2 separate regions of the Oncorhynchus mykiss genome follow, and region 1 is linked to region 2. The links are chromatin contacts, called in public Hi-C maps. All regions are on one chromosome and are shown on one strand. Each heading gives the region's core, a stretch centred on a gene start, on an enhancer-like site or on the middle of the called end of the contact. The rest is flanking DNA. Distances are from core to core; before and after follow the strand shown.

Region 1 (2,700 bases), core at 62-2,561, 54 kb before region 2:
CAATCCTGAAGAAGTTTTAATGAAGCTGACAATTGAGGACTTGTGAGGAGTGTGTTTGTCAAACTAGACACTAATGTATTTGTCCTCTTGCTCAGTTGTGCACCGGGGCCTCCCACTCCTCTTTCTATTCTGGTTAGAGACAGTTAGTGCTGTTCTGTGAAGGGAGTAGTACACAGCGCTGTACAAGATCTTCAGTTTCTTGGCAATTTCTCACATGGAATAGCCTTCATTTCTCAGAACAAGAATAGACTGACGTGTTTCAGAAGAAAGTTATTTGTTTCATGCCATTTTGAGCCAGATTGACATCTGACATCAAACCCACAAATGCTGATGCTCAACTAGTCTAAAGGCCAGTTATACTGCTTCTTTAATCAGTACAAAAGTTGTTTTCAGCTGTGCTAAAATAATTGCAAAAGGGTTTTTTAATGATCAATTAGCCTTTTAAAATGATCAACTTGGATTAGCAAACAACTTCCATTGGAACGCAGGAGTGATAGATGCCGATAATGAGCGCTTATGAAGTTATTTCATTAAAAATGATTTTAAAATGTATTTTTTTTTTATTGTTTTAAAATCAGCCGTTTCCAGCTACACTAGTCATTTACAACATTAACAATGTCTACAATGTATTTATGATGAATTTTGTGTTATTTTAATGGACAGAAATTAGCTTTTCTTTCAAAAACAATGACATTTCTAATTGACCCCAAACTTTTGAAAGGTGGTGTACATGACCAGCATCATTGCCCTGAGTCATTGAACCCTATGACCTTTGTGGTTCTAGACCGGGTTATTTACTGTAAAGTCTTTTGTGACAACTATTGATGTAAGAAGGGCTTTATAAATTCAAAACTGATTGATTGATTTATCAACATGACCTATAGGTTATCCCAACTACAAGGCAGATCTCTTTGACACAAGTCTTCACTAGTCAAGACCTTATACTTAGGTGACAGTATTCATACATGACAGTGTATTTGGATTGGTGCGTAGTGCGTTATTTAATATCAAAAGTGGTGGTGAGCTCAAAGCTCCAGTACACACTGTGAAATAACAGTAACCTCGTCCAATGACTTGGTGAGAGAGAAAGAGAGAGACTTAATTTCAACCTCCCCACTAAAGAGCCAGAGAGAGAAATAAAGATAGAAAGTGAGACAGAAATACAGTGACAGGGTGTATGAAATAAAGGGAAGGGGGAACTAAATTTGAATCTGGCTGCCAAAACTCGGTCTATATTTAAACCTGTTCATATGTTCAGCAGCTCAACAGGCCGTGTTACAGCAACACAAACCACAGACACCGTACAGGAACAACTTTACTCTCACAACGCCTGTCTACCTCGCATAAAAGTATATCCAGATCAGTGAAGAAACTATGGTTGTCCCAAATGGCACCCTATTCTATTTATAGTGCATTATTTCAACACTACCCTATTTTCTATATAGGAGCACTGATCAAAGGTAGTGTACTATATAGGCAATAGGGGGGCATTTATTTAAGACGCAGCCCATATTTTGTTTTGTAAAACTTCAGTGTTGTAACAGAAGAGCGTGTTAAAAATAAGTGGTCGATTTATTAAGTGAGCCATACTGAGAAATAACAAAAACAACCATCTTGCAATAAATGTTTAAATAAAGACTAGAAGCAAGTCTGAGTGATTGTGAGAACGCAGCCAGGCTGACATTTTGTAACTGCCACCTGCTTCCTGTTGCCGAGGGTAACGCTCCTCCGAAGAAGCCTTGTGTCGCTTTCACGTCTTCCCTTGATGTTTTTAAAAGTGGGTGCGAGTGCGTGTGTGATGGGACTGTTTTCATGCTCCGCGTGCGTGTGTGTGTGTGTGCACAAGAGTGTGATTGTGTATACACAAATATGAACGTGATTGATCATGTGTGTGCATGCATGAATGTGTATATACCTTGTGTGTGCGCGTACGCCTCATGCAAGTGTGTGTTTATGCCTCTGTGTTGGGTTCTCTCTGTATTGGGACTGGCAACGAGGGGAAGATTGACATCTGATAGCCAGCAGCTGACAATACAGCAAGGCCTGCACACTGCAGAGCAGGGCAGAGGGCCATGCTAGCAAGTTTTCTGTGGTAAATGTGTTTGCTTGTTGTTATGGCATGTGTGTAAGTCTTTATAGTACTGTGGTAAACATATGTATCCTGTTGCCACATGTCTGTTGACTTCCTTGTCCAGGAACAATTGCCTGTTGGGCAATAAATCAAGTGTGTTGAGTTGAATGGAATGGACGTACCTGAGTTTGGCTAAGCTTGATGCTCTGGATGTGGGGGAATATGAGGACACTGTCCTTCCTATTGACCCCCTTTAAAGAGCCCCGGTGGACGCCCAAACCAAAAACCTGGGTGAAAGGACATCACTGTTAAAGAGACAGTTCATATAATATGACAGAAATTACTTATTTTACCTCGAGAGATGTCTAATGTGTCAGAAGAGTGTGCAATCCAAAAGTGGAGTTTTGTTTACTTGGCCATTGTAAAGGGACTGATTAGACCACAGAATATTAAATCAAAGGGAGTGAATGAATCCAAGGTCGCATGCTAATGTTGCTTATGCTAATAGTGGCCATGATGTATACAACACCGGAGAGTGAATCATCATAATAAACACAATCCACATATTTAAAGGAAACTAAAGTTATTTAATGATTGGGTGTACTAAATTGTGCCTTTTCACTGATAAA
Region 2 (2,700 bases), core at 122-2,621:
AAATATAAATGCTTGCCTATCTTTATCTCATCTGCAATCAAGGTTTATACCAGCTCAATAAATTGTGTATTGCATTTACCTGAGTTGGGGCTACTGGGTCAGCATCCTCAGCTTGCCAGACCTCGACCACGCTGGACATTTGACTCAGGGCTTGGTGGGAGGAAGAGAGGGGGACGAGGTGTAAATGTGAAAGCTTGAGCAGAAAACACTCGCTGTCAAGCACATCAGATAGCGGGCAAAGAAATAATGTCTTGATAAAATGCTTTACCCCCCAAAAAAATTATAACGGGGGACAGCGCAAACGGCTGTTTGTCAACGTTTAGCATACACTTGTGCAAATGCATGACTGACAAAGGCGTGTATTCAACTGCCCATGATCCCACTCTCCGAGGGTTGCTCGGGGAGAGTTGGGATATCACATTTTTCAATTCACACATGCAGTATTAATACACACTTGTACATGTGTTAAATAGGCCAGTAAGCACCCACCAAAATATTATCAAACGTTGCTTTTAGGTTAGCTAGCTTTGGCTTTGCTAGCGTGTAAACACATAGCTTTAACATTTATAAAAGCCGAGCTATACATTTATAACATAACCAATAAATACACTGAAACATTTAAAAACACCCAACCAAAGTGAAAACAATGGCATCTGGTAAGCTAACTATCATTAAACGAAGTTCCCTTGTAGCTAAATTCGCTAGCTACTGTAACGCGACACTTCACTGAAATAACGTTATGGCTTGCATGAACCAACACAGGAAACTGTCCACTGATTTAAAAAAAATAATACTTAATAAAATAGTCTTAACACTTATAAGTGAACGACGTTCGCAACATTTCTGCAGACATTAACACATTTGAAATTATCACGCAAATTATGCCGAATTGGAATCCACAATACGATGGTTGCAGTAGCCCTCCCGTTTTCGCATAGCGACTTGTCCTCACTGTCAACTCGGTAACGTTCGCTCTAACGTTACTGGCAGTTCTCGCCGACATTTTCGCAATGGGTGGTTAACGTTAATTATTGAAGAAAATTGTACTTCACCAGACCTTGCAATTGAGCCCCTCCATGCTGTACGCAGGGCAAAAGTAGCGGTAGAATTCCGAGTATAATATTAATCCACGTTTTTCTGTGACAGCGGCTGCCTTGTTGGAACTCCCGTACCACCGCCATGCTGCCCTGTTCAGCTAGCAGCCTGCCTTGTGCTACGCTTGGCTTTCTCTTTCTCTTGCTTTCGCTCCCCGTCTAGCAAACCCTCCCACCCTGTTCTGTTCCTCGCCCTCTTTCTCGTTGTGTGTGTGTGGAGAGTATGCGCCGACCACAGCCAAGGCGTTGCATTCATCGGCCTGCCTGCGTTGGCTGATTTTGGCACAATGAGGTGGACTTGAACGTGAAGAACTAAACGCACCAAATGATTCAACTCATGGGAATATCGCGTGGCCAGTCCAATACGCAGATAAATCGTGCAGAAAACAAAGTTTATGCGAAACATTCTATTTCGTTTTTTTCCCGCGCGGGCAAACAACTGTCATGCGGTCAACCAAAGCAAATCTAGGTTATGATGATGCGCTTGTGGACCCATTGTTTTAAAATCCCCCATACTACTGAGGTTGAAAAACGTTGTGCCAATCAATAGATCACTCCAAAGGTTAAGAGAGATTCCATCATGTGGTTCCCATATAGAATAATCAAACTGCAATATTCATAGTACTAAAAGTCCCTCCAACATCCACACCAATGAAGTCCTGCAAACTCAAATTATTCCATGAGAACCCTGTCACATAAAGCACATTTCTTGCACTTCATCTAATACTAGTTTTATAACTGAAGAGTTATAAAGGACATTGGTATTCAAGTTCAACATTGAAACAGGCCATATGCTGTAGGCCAGTGTTAGGTTAGCAACAATGGCTGGTAGACAATTAGTGGAATACATAAAAGTCACAAGCCTATATGTAAATTAAGTACATTTTGGACACTACTGCTCAAGGGTGAACAAATTTTTTTTGGGGTGCAGACTTCAGGTCAACCTTAATGAATCAGAATGGACAGGCTAAGCAGGTTCACACACAAATATCACACATACTCATCACACATACTCTTCCATGGTGGGTGTGTCATTGTTCAAACGTTTAAGCCAAACATGTTTAGACAAGGTATGTTATGCTTGAAATAATATCTGCACACGGTAGAGGGTTCAGGTAAAATATACTGAACAAAAATAAATGCAACAGGCAATAATTCTACTGAGTTACAGTTCATTTAAGGAACTGATATAAATTCATTAGGCCCTAATCTATGGATTTCACATGACTGGGTAGGGGTGCAGCGATGTGTGGGCCTGGGAGGGCATAGGCCCACCAACTGGGGAGCCAGGCCCAGTCAATCAGAATTTGTTTTTCCCCACAAAAGGGGAATACTCTTGTTTCATCAGTTGTCCGGGTGGCTGGTCTCAGACAATCTCGCAGGTAGAGGTCCTAAACTGGCGTGGGTACACGTGGTCTGAGGTTGAGGCCAGTTGGACGTACATGCCAATTGCACACTCCCTCAAAACATGAGACATCTGTAGAATTGAGTTGTGTGACAAAACTGCACATTTTAAGAGTGGCCTTTTATTGTTCTCAGCACAAGGTGCACCTGTGTAAGGATCATGCTGTTTAATCAGCTTCTTGATATGCCACACCTGTCAAGT

The links. A called contact is a pair of places that touch in the nucleus more often than the background predicts.
Region 1: a Hi-C map of liver shows a contact between it and region 2, with 2.4 times the contacts expected there. The contact joins the enhancer-like site here to the promoter of tmem131l in region 2. A contact is called at or near these places in 3 of 3 Hi-C or Micro-C datasets (blood and liver).

Annotation. Positions count from the first base shown.
Region 1 is chr10:55,096,117-55,098,816 of USDA_OmykA_1.1, reverse strand. It overlaps tmem131l (transmembrane protein 131-like), which reads right to left. Exons shown (of 34, transcript XM_021619108.2): 7 at 2,254-2,358. Among protein-coding and RNA genes, the nearest start is that of tmem131l, 54 kb to the right of the region's middle. Within about 2 kb of position 1,311, at least 5 of the 11 cell types and tissues checked have an H3K27ac peak or open chromatin away from gene starts, as enhancers often do.
Region 2 is chr10:55,042,125-55,044,824 of USDA_OmykA_1.1, reverse strand. tmem131l (transmembrane protein 131-like) reads right to left here and starts at 1,371. Exons shown (of 34, transcript XM_021619108.2): 1 at 1,058-1,371; 2 at 80-150. The coding sequence starts at 1,181.